Regions from separate parts of the Mus musculus genome. Here all the other regions are linked to region 1. A link is a contact called in public Hi-C, HiCAR-type and promoter capture Hi-C data. All regions are on one chromosome and are shown on one strand. The core of a region is the stretch at or near the end of the contact, and the rest is flanking DNA. Distances in the headings are between cores, read along the strand shown. Region 1 holds the start of Ndufs1 (NADH:ubiquinone oxidoreductase core subunit S1). Region 2 holds the start of Acadl (acyl-Coenzyme A dehydrogenase, long-chain). Region 3 holds the start of Wdr12 (WD repeat domain 12). Region 4 holds the start of Nop58 (NOP58 ribonucleoprotein).

Region 1 (3,424 bases), core at 427-2,926:
CAGTTTGTTTTACTGGGGTTTTCTACTTGGTGGGGTTTGTTTGTTTGTAGACAGACCTCATGTACCTCAGACTGGCTTCACACTTGCTATGAAGTCAAGGATTAACTTGGACTCCTAAACTTCAGGCCTCCACTTCCCAAGCAAGGAGCAGAATTATCAACACGCACCACCATGTCCAGATTGGTATATATTTTACTGTTGTTGTTGTTGTTGACATTCATTTACTTACTCCGTGAGTGTCACCATAAACACACAAGGAGGTGGGTGGGGCGGGTGCCTGTGAAAGTTAAAGGACACCCTTTGAAAGTCAGTTCTTTCTTTCCATCAATGTGGGTCCTGGAGATCTAACTCAGGATGTCAGGATTGGCAAGCATCATTTCCAACTAAGATCTTTCCCAGCTCTAATATGTATTTTAGACATAGTATCTACCAAATAGGAACAAAAATAGCCAGTCAAGTCAGGGATGTAGCTCAGTTAGTAGAGTCCTTACCTAATCACACACAAAGTTCTCCGTTCAATCCTCACATCTCAGCCTCCCCTTTCTGGAATTACAGACAGGTACCATCATCACACCCTGGCTCTAATATCTTGGCTGTATCTTATAAAAGTAACTTTCTAAAAGGCGCTGATGAGCTGGCTTAGAATATTAGATTTAGTGATGGGGTGGGGGTGGATCCCAGAAATCTGTTTGGTCTTACAGACATGAACCTCACAAACTTGAAGACACCGCAGCTTCCTGATCTGCAGCGGACTCCAGGCTAACTTTTTAAGATTCATTTTTAGTTTATGTGTGCATGTGCTTATCTGTGTGTGGGTAATGTGCACTTCTAAGTGCCGGTGCTCACAGTCCAAAAGAGAGTGGAGAATTCCCTGATAAGGTTACATGGCAGCTGGGAGTCTTCTGACTGGGCTAGTGGGAACCGAACTCGGATCCTCTCTGCAAGGCACTCTTAACCGCTTGACTCTCCCTCCAGCTCCGACTGAGCTAACTTTTAGTTTTTGTCAGTTCTCCCCGTCGGTGGAATGAATAAAATACTACCCAACATGATCACCGGGCTAGACAAAAACAAACAGTAGCGTGGACAGGTTCAAGACAGCAACTAAACCGATGCCTGAGGTTTAAGTCTCTCGTGACCCTGGGAGATGAACCGGTCTCCTGATGACAGGGCCATCTCCTGTCTTCCCCTGCAAAGAGAGAGTAGCTCGCAAGCCCGGACTCCCAAAGGTCTCCTGATCGGCTTAGGCTCCATCAGACCAGAAACCAAGGCTCATAACCCTCACCTGCCGGCTCTCCCGGGTTCCAGAGGTGGCGGGGCAGGAGCTGGTACCCAGTCAAGGGCAAGAGGAGAACGGCTTGTCTGACCTATGGGATGCAGACCTGCCAAAAAAGAAAACACCACTCGAAGCGCTTCAACTTGCCCACTTCAACGCGTCCTCACCTTTCCTCCGGAGCCCACCGAGTAGTTCCGCGGACCTGTCCGGGTCTCCCTGACCCCTCAAAACCCTGGCCGCTAAGTCAATATGGCGGCCACGGCAACCTCTGTCAGCCCGACCTGGAGGACGGAAAGCCAGGAGGGACTAGAAACACAGATTCGACTGTTTTTCCCCGTCTTCGGACCTGTTCGGCAATTTCCGAGAGCGAGCCCGGGAGGAAGCGGAGAAGACGACTTGGACCTGCAGTTCCGCCGGAAGTAGCCGAGGCCTTGCGTCCGAGCGCTTTCGTTCAACTCCGGCTCCTCAGAGGGCGTTTCCCTTCGTTTCGGAGTCCTTGGAGCGAAGGCATTTTAAAATGCCTCCTTTATTAATTTTCTTCCAAAGACAAGGGAAGGCCGGCGGACGACCTGTGGGCCCTTTAGTTACCAAGTCGCAGTGGTACGCGGAGGACCGAGACTAGGAACGGACCTTGACCTTTAACCTCTAGCCGGGGCGGCGGAGGGAAACGCCTCCGTCTCTATATAAGGAGTTTTCCGGACGCTCTGGGTCCTTTTTTTCCCTCAGCGCTGGCCGCGGCCTCCCGGCGCTCTCGTCCTCCGCTTTTGCACAGCTCCCCGTTCCAGCCTTCGCCATGGGATTCGGAGACCTGAAAACCCCTGCCGGCCTCCAGGTGCTCAACGATTACCTGGCGGACAAGAGCTACATTGAGGGGTGAGCAGGAGCCGAGAGGCTGGGGGGCCGGGGCCACGTGGCGCGGGCTCGGCGGGAAGGAAGCGGGTCTCCGGATGCTGGGGGACGCCGAGTCAGTGCTCCCGGGGCCGGGATGCCAATGGAGCGGGACCTCCCGGGAGGGGCTGCCAGCATTATAATTGAGATGATGCTTGCTCTCCGTGTGCCCACGTCCAGCTGGTTCTTCCGCGTCTTTGGACAAGTTAGTTTGTTAGTTGAAACCTGTGGCAAGTCTGGTGGGATGAGTTCTCCTGGGTGGCAGATAGTTCTTGGGCTTGCCTAGATTCAAACATGTTCTGTGTCCTTTCAATGAGAAGCAACTTAGGCTAGCCCTGTAATTGTTCTCACTAGTTAGCTTGACGGATATGGGCTATGTCATTTACCAGCTAGTGTTTGTGTCTTTTCTTTTAAAGGTCTGTGCACTTGTTTTTGTGTCACTGGCAGGTACGTGCCATCACAAGCAGACGTGGCAGTATTTGAAGCAGTTTCTGGTCCACCACCTGCTGACCTGTGTCATGCCCTACGTTGGTATAATCACATCAAGTCGTATGAAAAAGAAAAGGCCAGGTAAAGGTATCTTTGTGCTACCTGGATTTTCACATGCAAAGTAGGGACCGGGTTAAAGTTGGCTTTAGCATTGCTGACCTAGTGTGAGCTGAATTTCTTTGTGACCTTACAAGGCCAAGAGACTGAAGTCCTCCATTTTCTCACAGAACAGGTAGAACATGGACAACCGCAGTTCACCTTTCCCACACCTCTCTGATCATGTGCTTTGGACCTGGGGGGGCCACCGCTGGGGTGTGAGGGTAGCTCGCTCATTCGGTCCCTGGCCATTCTTCTGAAACTACCAGCAAGGGTGGAAGTTTGGGGAAGTGGATTCCAGTTCACTAAGAATGGAAGTGAGCATACTTAATGAAATCTCAAACAGATGTTCATTCTGAAAGAGTAAGCCGTAGTGAGTACTGAATACAATGTCTCCCATGGGTGAAGAGTAAAGTTATTTGCCTGGGATTGTGCTAAAGGTTAAATAACCAGAAGAGAGTGGGAGTTCCTGGGAAAGGAAGATTGTGTGTTTTGCCTAGAAAGGGCTTTGACACTGACCTAATGTGGCAGAATGTTTGTTTTCAAGCCTGCCGGGAGTGAAGAAATCTTTGGGCAAGTATGGCCCTAGCAGTGTAGAAGACACCACAGGAAGTGGAGCTGCAGATGCTAAGGATGATGACGACATTGATCTCTTTGGATCTGATGATGAGGAGGTAT
Region 2 (3,664 bases), core at 49-2,548, 3.7 Mb after region 1:
CCTCGCTCCATAAATGCTGACTCAGACTGCCTTTCAACTGGATCGTTGGCCATTATACTCATAACCCTTTAAGAAACCCGTGACGATAAAACTATAGCTCCTGGCTCACTGACCATTCTCCAATAATCCTCTGTAAGGCAGAGCTTCTTCCCACACTTGAATCAAAATAAGATCATTTGGGGGGTTCTCTAATTAAAAAAATACAGAAATATTATTAACATAAAAAGAAATAAGAAAAGCTAGAACAATAGGAACACACCCTTTCGCAGCATCCAGCAATGAGTCAGCTGGCCTGTCCTTTGCCACCGATGCAGGTGTCTCTGTTCATCTTCAGGGTGCTCTAATTTTAAGAGCGTCAGAACATCACTTCCTCCGGAGAATAGAAAAGCATTCCTATCTTAAAGTCCTCGGAACTTTCCCAAGTCTCCTCCGGATGGATAAGCTTTACCACAGCACTGTATTGTACTTCGCAACAATGTGCTAATTAGCTCATTTAAATGTCCTGCCACCATAATTAACAAAGCTTTACACTTCCAGTCTGCTTTATCCAAGGAATGGATTTTTAGACAGGTAAAACTTGATCTCAGTATAAACACCCCCAAAAGTCTCTAAAGCTCTTGGGAGCTGCCCATTAATCCCTCTACATTTAATTAGTTTAAGGATTTAGTAATAAGTGTACAACTAATTTATCAGATGGGGCCTACGCCTGGACGCCTGAGTCGGGATGATTGAAGTTGCTCTGGTCTTCCGGTCCCCGCCTCCGCACACCAAGTCCCAAGTTCACTGTCAGGTGGCAGTCCCCAGTCTCCGTTCCAACTGGGCTAAAGGTCGCACTACTCGGTGGCAGAGCGCCCAGGGGGTGATCGCTCCCGCTAAAGCTGGGACAACACTTTCAAAGTCAGTTCACGGGACACTGTAGGACGTGGGGCGGGGCCCAGGCCTGGAGCGAGCATTAGGGGTTGCCTTGCCTTTTGGGGCGCGGCGGACCGTGGTGGGGACACCCCGAGTTCTCCACGCCACAGCGGGCAGCCCCGGGTTCCGGAGAGAAGGCCCGGTCCCTTCCTCCGGCCGCGTCGCCCCGGCTTGACCGTAGCGCGTCACACCCCATCCCCAGAGCTCCGCCGCCCCGGCTGCCGGTACCCCAGGCTGTACCCGCACTCACCGGGCGGAGGGCAGCGGGCGTGGCGCCGAGCGGGCGCTCAGGACGCGCAGGGAGCGGAGGAGCAGGCGCGCAGCCATGGCGGGATGGACGGCGGCGGACGGGACTGGCGGGCTCCGCGGCGGGGGCAGGCGGACAGAGGGGCGGCCGGACGGCGGGACGGTGGGGCGGGCCTCGGGGACAGCCAACTGCGGGCCGCAGGGCGGTGCCGCCAGCTCGGGCGGGGTCTGCGCCAGGCTCTGCGCGACGCCCCGTGCGCCCTCCCCTCCCGGCTGCAGGGCTGAGCGAGGGTTCCCTGGAGAGTCGTCCCACCCCCGCACTGAAAGGTGCATGGAGTTAATTTTCTAACTTCGGAAAGCTCTCTGAATGTCGATAAATGTATGAGTACTCACTGTAAAGGATTGTGCTGATTTGGTTTGGGTTTTTTGTTTGTTTTGGTTTTGTTTTTTTCCTTGCAAACGTTTGTAGCTACTCTTTGAAAATAAATAAGTAAGTATATTTGATAACGGAATAACAATTGGTTCAATTCTCCAATAGTACTTGAACTCGCATATGGTTGTTTCCTTTTTTTGTTGTTGTTTTGGTTCAATTCAAGGACATGTATTATTTGGGTTTATGGATTTGATGATTTGTAATGGGAAATGCCTGACAGGTTTTGAACTCTAAAGAATGTGTACATTACATCGATTTCTAAGGAGGCAAGGGGGCCTTTCTAATAACAACAGTTACGGAATCTGAAATAGTGAAAGTGAAAGACATTTTGTGTTAGCAATCAACTACTGACAGCCCACTGAGTAGGACATACAGAAATGTTTCAAAGAAAAGCTTTAGGGTTTCACGGCACCAACAATCTGGAAAACATAGTCTTTTTTTATTTAAAAAAATAATTTTAGATTACATTTCATTCATGTGTGTCGTCTGTCTGTCGTGCACTCATGTGGAGTCCAGAAGTTCCTATCAGATGTCTTCATCAATTGCCCTCCAGGTTTCTCACTGAACCTGGAGTTTATAGATTTGGCTAGCCGGTTTGGTAGTGATCTACCTGTCTTTCTGCTTCCCTAGGGCTATGTTTACAAATGCTCAGAAGAGTCGTTTATTTTCTAGGAGTAACTTGATCTGGTTGGGGGTGGGGCTGTTTGTTTTGTCTTTTTTTTTTTTTCCCCGGGTTTCCTAGTGGCAGAATTAATGCAAATGGTGTGTGTCCTTGCTCTGTTGCATTCTTGCTAAGGCTAACTGGAGGCACGTTTGTTTAAGATCCTGTTCATCTGGTTTATCATGAAGTTATTGTTTCCTTTTATAAAATAAAAACAAACAAGTAGTGTGTGTGTGTGTGTGTGTGTGTGTGTGTGTGTGTGTGTGTGTACACTTATTCCTGGGGATCGGACTCAGGCCTTACACATACATATAAGAAACAAGCTTGTAAGTGTAGGATCAGCTGTATTCTAATGATATGAAAGGTTGAACAATAACCAGGATTTCACAAACCCCTTTGAGCCATATTTCTCTTGTAGGAGTATTACACATATTGCTTGAGAGTTCTACAGGCATGCCTTTTTAGAGGGTATGAGGCAGGGTTTCTTTGTATTGCGCAGACAACTGTCCCAAACTTCTGCACATTTAAACAATCCTCCTGCCTTAGTATCTGAGTAAGTAGGGCTTCTGACATTTGCCACGATGACGAAGGAAGGGCATGCTTTTAGTTATTGAAATGTCAATGGCAGCCTAAACTTGAGCATTAAAAGAAAATTAGGAAAAAGATGTGATGGGGAAATCAGGAAAGCTCTCCAGATGGAAGAAAGGAATCGATGGGCAAAGGAACCTGTCTAACTGGAAAGTTTATGTTGGAAAGTAGGAAATCCAGGCCAAGAGGGAGATAATCTCTGGGCAAGACCTTAGCAGAGAGTATAGTGCAAATTTATGTCTGCAACTTCCTGGATTTGAAGTTCTCAGTTTGGAGATTTAGTGGATCAGTTCTTGCAAAGGGCCAGGCTCACAGGTCTGCAGTGGTCACTGGCAGGCAATGATTGGCATTTTTAAATGAGTACTAAGTATCTAACCAGGTAGTTTACATTTGGTGTGATAGGAAGTGAAGAGTGCTTATGGTTGAGGAGGGCAAAAATACATATTCATTCGTTCTTTCATTCCATAAAGACTGAGTTTCTTCTAACCATAAACATTTGACCTTGTAGACAATAAAATACATGCTTTCAAAAGGGGCCATCGAACAGCTATGAAAATAGGAGTAGCAAGGGCTGGAGAGATGGCTCAGTGATTAAGAGCACTGACTGCTCTTCCAGAGGTTTGGGGTTCAATTTCTAGCATTCACATAGTGACTAACACCTTCTGTAATTCCACTTGGAAAGATTCTGAGGTCTTTCACAGGCACTAAACATACTACTAGTTACACAAACATACAGGCATATAATTACTATTTTTAATGAAAAGGAGAATATTACATCAAAGAGTGAGATGAAAGCAGAAAACTGATGGCCTAAAGAAAATGAG
Region 3 (3,166 bases), core at 414-2,913, 3.1 Mb before region 1:
TCTATACATTATGTATATATATATATATATATATATATATACACACACACACACACACACACATATATATATATATATATATTTTTTTTTTTTTTTTTTTTTTTTGGTTTTTCGAGACAGGGTTTTTCTGTATAGCCCTGGCTGTCCTGGAACTCACTTTGTAGACCAGGCTGGCCTCCAACTCAGAAATCCACCTGCCTCTGCCTGCCGAGTCGTGGAATTAAAGGCGAGCGCCATTATACATGTATCACCAGCAACGTTGACATCTATATGACTTATTAATATATAGACACAGAAGTACACACATACAAATATATACACACAGTCCTTGTTTTATCAACTAGAGAGAAGCCAAGGTCCTCTGAAATGAGGAAATTCCCTTATAGTGGTTGTCTGCAGGCAAGTCTGCGGGAACATTTTCTGGACTAATAACTGATGTAGGAGGAACCAGCCCACTGAGTAGAGCCACCCTGTATTTTAAAAGCAAACTTAGCTAGCTAGCCATTGGGAGAGCAAATGCAGCTTGCCCCCACCCCCACCCCTCACCTCTGGTTTCTGCTTCAGTTCCTGCCAGGAGTTCCTCCTATCTTGGCCTCCTCTGAGATGACTGTAACCCTTTCCTCCCCAAATTGCTTTTTGTCAGTGTTTTATCACAACAAGAGAAACCTAAGTTGGACACACTCACACAAAATACACCTAATCAAATCGGACACTGAATTGGCTTCATTCTAATTAAAAAAACAGCTCTACAAACTCCATAGCCAGTTTCTAGTCTGTTTGGGGGGGGGGGGGGGATGAAGTTGTGCTTTCAGAAACCACGAGACACCGTTAACGGACAAGCCTGTTCAACTCTCAAATTACTGACATGATGTGTGCAGCATGCAGAAAGCAAACGTGAAGCCCTGGTCCTCCACACACGTCAAATTATGAAAAGCTCATGAAAGTGGGTAGAAAACGGAGATTTAAGAAGACGTGAACACCGCTTCCAAATGAGACAGGGCAGAAGTGCGGGGCACGTGAAGGGGAAGGCGAATGAAGTCTTTTTTATTTTTTTCTATCAGTCAGCTTATCTTATTTGCAATAAATTCTTTTAATTGTAGCCATTATAATTATTAAAGTTCTTTCAACTTTGATTTACTAAAACCTTGTCCGTTTCTTCTTTAATGTATATCCCCAGTCAAAACAGCAAGGATCAAATCGAAGGAGTCTTCAAACGAGATCGGCTCCTGGAAGACAGGGACAGAAGCTGGAACCCTTACTTACTTCTTGTTCTCGCTGTAGAAACGTGCCTGGAGTTGTGCCATGGCTGAATATACACACGAGACTTCTCCACGAAAATGTGTGCGTTGATAATCAAGCAGCTCTAAGGTAGACTGCGCCGCAAGCGCAGCAGGAGCTAGGCTTCAGTTAGCTCCCTCAGGTTCCTACAGAACATACCACGAGGTTCGATTTCCACCAGCGCCCAGCCCGCACACATCAAGTACCTATTCCGAGATTTAGGAAACATCGATTAGTCAAGCGTAGTCCTAAAAGCATCCAGTCCCCTTAAGACTTTTGTTTCTTATCTATCTAGATTCGTAATCTATTAGGAAAATAAAGAAAATAACTAGCTTGAGCCAAATTTTAAGCGTGTCTTTAGACCCAGACCCTTTAGACTCAGCGCTCAGATACTACAAACCCCAGAAGGGAGCGCGTTTCAGACCCTCTGAACACTGGGAGTTGTAGGCTTTATTTATTTTGCCACACCGCATTTAGGGTCTCATATCTGCTTTTAATACTCCTTTCTCCGGGCAGATATTACACTTCCTGCTTCTTTATTCTGAGTGACAAAGGTCCCATCTGTTCGTCTTGTGTGCACTGTTCCAACAGCCAAATTCGGCCGAGACCATGTGTTCTTACCTCTGGCTTCAGAGCGGAAACTCGGGAAAGGAGAACGAGTCGGAAGGGAACTGGGCGACGGTGGCTGAGAAGGGTCTAATCTGATGGACCTGCGCTGCGCCTCCAGGAGGGGTGCGCCTGCGCATTGTGCTGGTCTCCACGGCGCGGCCTCGGAGCCAAGACGAGGTTGAGTAGTCTCGTTTTGAATTTTCTCCCTTCTGCTTACGGCGGACTCCCCTCTCGCGTTGTGGGGCTCGCTGCGGCGGCAGGGTTGGGGGAGCCGGAGGCCTGGCAGAGCTGTCTGTGCCCAGCGACCGGACGCTCCCTCCCAACCTCCCTTCGTCCCCCTGCCGCCTCCTCCCGTCACCTCCTGACCCTCCCGGGCTGGGAGCAACCGCCGGCCCCCGCCCCCGGCCGTCGCCGGACGCCGCTGTGCGCTGTCCCTGCGCCCTCGTCCGCCTCCACGGCGGCTCCTTCGCCGTGGGCCCGGGAGGGGCCCCGCGGCCGGGAGAAGGCAGGCTGCCGCAGGGGGAGGCGAGGTGTCTGTCCCGCAGAGGGTGCGGAGCCCGAGAACGCACCACCGCCACGGAGCATCCGAGTCCTGGGCCGGAGCGCCCGCCCGAGAGGGGCCTCTCCCCTCCTTTCCGAGTCTGACGTTTAGAAAAGTGTCCTCTGCACCTTCTCCCCTGCTTTCGGGCTTCTTTTATTATTATTATTATTATTAATTATTAATTATTTTTTTAATCTTGATGTCACTCAAAGGCTTGTCTCGGTCTCAATGGTCTCGATTATTACTCTAGTTATTTTCCTGAGTGGAGAATAGATGGGGGCTATTACTCTTAAGATCCCAAAGTCACTTTTTTAAGGCATTCGTCTGAAAACCTCCGGGGGTAGGGTGGGGTACAGGGACACACTACTCTGAGACAGCAATTTAGAGTCAGGCAGAACTGGATTGCAAAATGTGTTGGCTTAGCGGTATGAGTGAACCAGTGAATATGGTGAGAGGTTTTCTATATGTCGCCTAATTAAATTTAAATCCGTAGAAAACTAGAAGTTATCTAGTCAGTTGGAGGCGAAAACAATCATTTGTTAAGTGGACAACGACCCAAAAAGCATGACTGTTCTCAGTTTATTCATTTTACAGAATTGCATGCCCCATTACAGGAATGCCTGAATTTGATTCTACCTGTTACTTAACCTCTGTGCCACACTAAGATTAGCTGTGACAATTTAATGTCGCATAAGAAGCACTCAGAAAATGTTAACTATTTTTCTCATAAGAGCTACC
Region 4 (3,298 bases), core at 543-3,042, 3.5 Mb before region 1:
CAGCGATTTCTCATTCAGTAAAAGGCATCTTTTCCTTTTAGAAAAAAAAAAGATACAAATGTTTAGATGGAAGGAAAAGAATTTTCCTTCCTGAAGGCACTCCTTAATTTAAATCATAAGAATTACCTAATCAGATCCAACACAAAGGTACCTGGACACTGTTAAGCATGAACTGCAGGTAGAACTCTCCAGGAAATGATATTTGTATTAAGTACACAAGACATTAAATAGTTGGAGTTAAATATATGAAGAGACATGTGCTTCTGGCTCATCCATCTGGCTCTATGTTCTTTTCCCAAATCAAGCTATTATGGTGCTATCTCTGCCCCATTGTACTGTTGTTCTCTTCTTCTATTGCTTTCTCTTGTCTCCCTAAATATGGTAAATGTAACTGTAGCTATAATCAATTCTGCTCTTGCCTGCAGCCCTAGGAATCCCCTTGTATTCCCCATATGTCCATCTTTTCTGCTGTCCAAACAAGGATACTCTTTCCTCTTCATTCATACTGTAAAAGTGTTACAGAACGTCAAGTTGGTTAATCTTCCACAGTTTTCTGTAGATCCAAAATTAATGTTTAGAACTAGGCAACTAGGAACGTTCTACAGCTATTGGAAGCTAGATTTGTGAAGAACTGGGGTATTTAAATCTTGTCATTGAAAGTACATAGCCACACAGATATATCTAATCTTAGCACTCTGAAGGCTGAGGCAGGAGGACAATGATTCAAGGCCAACCTGGTCTAGATACTGAGGTCCTTTTTCAAAAAGCCAAAGCAAGGCTAGGGATATGGCTCAGTTAGTAGAGTGCTTGCCTACCATGTATGGAACCCAACCTTTGGTTCCATCCCCAGCACCAATAAAGTTGGTGTGGTGGCATATGCCTGTAACCTCACTACTGTGGAGGTGGGGGTGGGAGGACCTCTATGACTCAAACTTCTCTGGTCTACCTAGTTACAAGAGATAGTTACAAGGCTACATGGAGACCTTGTCTCAAACAAACAAATTGTTTTTGAGCAAGGTCATTCTCTACTTCCTACTGAGTTTGAGGCTAGTCTAAGATACATAAGACTTTGTTTTAAAGTAAATCCAGCCACTGAGGCTGAAAGTTTCCATAAAAGAAATTACATTGAGACATACATAAATTCATACCTTGGAATCATTTTAAACACAACCCTTCCCGCCTCCGAAAATATCTATATTTATAGCTATAAAAGAAATCTTTGCTAAAAACCTGTTTGACCAGAGAAGAACCACCAGGAAATGTTGCTGGTTATAAAAGTTTGCTTCCCTTGCAGAGGACCTGGTTGGGTTCCCAGCACCAACGTGACGGCTTACAATTGCCTACAACTCCGGTTCCAGGTCAGATCCCGTGGAACTCACTGATGGGACCCGAGTGCACGTCCTCATCAAGAAAAAGTGTTCTGTGTTGTTTTAAAATAAAATGTCCTTTACATGGCGGGGCGGGGCATAGCATAATGTGTTGTAAATCGTTTTGTGTGCTGTAAATTATACACATGTAATTTATATATTATATATAATACAAAATATAATGTACACAGAACTTTTTCTTCTTTACATGACCTAATAAACTGACAGCTTCCAGCCACAGTCCAAAACTTAAAAAAAAAAAAAAAAAAAAAGTCTCGCGATATTTTAAGGCCGTCTCTTTCCGGATTCTACTGTGGGCGGGAAAAACCCGGAAATGATCTCACGCTCTGCGGCATTGAGCGACCAGAAGTGACGTTACTTCCCAGAATTCTTAGAGAAGGAGACTCGCATATTTGCTGCTCCACGAGGAGAGGTGTGGAGCGGCTGAGCAACGTGGTCTGTTCGTCCGCGGGGAGGCGACGGCGTTTGCGCTCCCCCGCGTCCAAGGCCTAGCGGGTCTTCAGCGACTGAAAGGTAGTCATTTGCAGTGGCGTAAGGGCTCGCGGCTAGCCGCGTAGCGCCGCCCTGACCTGGTCTCATCATGTTGGTCCTGTTTGAAACGTCCGTTGGCTACGCCATCTTTAAGGTAGGTGAGATGGAGTTGTTGAGCTAAGAGGCTTATGTGGGACAGAGAGCTGGGTAAGATTTAAGGAGAGACGAACAACGGAACACATTTTAGTGTCTTCAAGTCCCCGGGCTCCGAAAAGATGTGAAAAATCAAGAGCCCGCTGGTTCAGGTGAACACGTGGCTTCTCCGAATTTAGGGCGACCTCTGCTTTACTCAGTTTAAAAAATGGGCAGGACCCTTTTTTACAAGTGACAATAAAGCGTTCATTTAATCACCTGAGGCTTTGTACATGTTAGATCAGCGCCCTGTCACCTAGTTACACCTCCAATCCAAGATCGGTTTAATGTTTATCTAATTTATGTATATGAGTACCCTATAGCTGTCAACAGACACACCAGAAGAGGGCTACAGATCCCATTACAGATGGTTGTGAGCCACCATGTGGTTGCTGGGATTTGAACTAGGACTTCTGGAGGAGCAGTCAGTGCTCTTAACCGCCGAGTTATCGCTCCAGCCTCAGATATTTATTTTGGGCTTTTCCAGATAGGGTTTCACTGTGCTGCTCAGGCTTTCCAGGAATTCCCTCTGTAGACCTGGCTAGCCTTGAACTCAGAGATCCACCTACCTCTGCGTCCTGAGTACTGGGATTAAAGGTGTGCATCATCACCGCCAGACTCTATTTACTTTTGAGGCAGGCTTTCCCTATGTAGGCTTGGCTGGCCCCTAACATTTCATTTATATTTAACTAGATTAAAGCTGGGGTCCAAGATCAGGGTCCTTCCAGGCATGATTGGAAGGTTTTGAGTAGTGAGTGGCTTTGTTTTTCCAAGACAGTTGTTCTCTGTGTAGTTCTGGCTGTCCTGGAACTCACTCTTTAGACCAGGCTGGCCTCGAACCCAGAAATCCGCCTGCCTCAGCCTCCCAAGTGCTGGGATTAAAGGCGTGGGCCACCACCGCCCAGCTATAGTTTGTTTTCTTTAAAGATTATTTTACTATGTGATGATAACAGGAGGAGGAGGAAGGTATACTGTGCTTTAATGTAGACAACATGAATGTTGTTAGGTCTCAGGACAAATGCTGAGGTGCTTATTATCATGGCAAGGCTGACTGGGCTGTACATTCTTCAGCCCAGAAACTGAGCTGGAACCCTTTCCCCAGCTTCATTGATTCCTGTATAACCAAGCCAGCTATACAGCTTTCTCTTGGTCTTCTGTTTTCTGTTGCTCTCTTCTTTCATGTCCCTGCTTTCAGGACACTTCTAGATGCCTCTGGCTGTATTCTTCCCCTGGTATCTATAATGAAA

Evidence for each region. Promoter capture Hi-C pulls out the DNA fragments that hold promoters and counts their contacts. Hi-C and Micro-C count contacts between places; a contact is called where the count stands out from the background. HiCAR-type assays count read pairs that join an accessible place to other places.
Region 2: a promoter capture Hi-C map of pre-B cells shows a contact between it and region 1, with 3 times the contacts expected there. The contact joins the promoter of Acadl here to the promoter of Ndufs1 in region 1. A contact is called at or near these places in 2 of 39 promoter capture datasets (liver and pre-B cells).
Region 3: a contact with region 1 is called in a HiCAR-type map of astrocytes, with 2.8 times the contacts expected there. The contact joins the promoter of Wdr12 here to the promoter of Ndufs1 in region 1. A contact is called at or near these places in 2 of 484 Hi-C or Micro-C datasets (CD4 T cells and embryonic stem cells) and 1 of 115 datasets of contacts at active chromatin or transcription factors (astrocytes).
Region 4: a contact with region 1 is called in a Hi-C map of B cells, with 7 read pairs. The contact joins the promoter of Nop58 here to the promoter of Ndufs1 in region 1. A contact is called at or near these places in 6 of 39 promoter capture datasets (the C10 cell line, cranial neural crest, hippocampal neurons and 3 more), 2 of 484 Hi-C or Micro-C datasets (B cells and CD4 T cells) and 2 of 9 other capture datasets (adipose tissue and liver).

What each region holds. Positions count from the first base shown.
Region 1 is chr1:63,175,146-63,178,569 of GRCm38.p6, forward strand. It overlaps Ndufs1 (NADH:ubiquinone oxidoreductase core subunit S1), which reads right to left and starts at 1,677. Exons shown (of 19, transcript NM_145518.2): 1 at 1,441-1,677. It overlaps Eef1b2 (eukaryotic translation elongation factor 1 beta 2), which reads left to right and starts at 1,686. Exons shown (of 6, transcript NM_018796.3): 1 at 1,686-2,146; 2 at 2,609-2,731; 3 at 3,294-3,420. The coding sequence starts at 2,067.
Region 2 is chr1:66,862,011-66,865,674 of GRCm38.p6, forward strand. Acadl (acyl-Coenzyme A dehydrogenase, long-chain) reads right to left here and starts at 1,299. Exons shown (of 11, transcript NM_007381.4): 1 at 1,163-1,299. The coding sequence starts at 1,239.
Region 3 is chr1:60,096,244-60,099,409 of GRCm38.p6, forward strand. Wdr12 (WD repeat domain 12) reads right to left here and starts at 1,664. Exons shown (of 13, transcript NM_021312.5): 1 at 1,264-1,664. The coding sequence starts at 1,304. Carf (calcium response factor) reads left to right here and starts at 2,004. Exons shown (of 16, transcript NM_139150.5): 1 at 2,004-2,064.
Region 4 is chr1:59,683,214-59,686,511 of GRCm38.p6, forward strand. It overlaps Nop58 (NOP58 ribonucleoprotein), which reads left to right and starts at 1,793. Exons shown (of 15, transcript NM_018868.2): 1 at 1,793-2,013. The coding sequence starts at 1,969.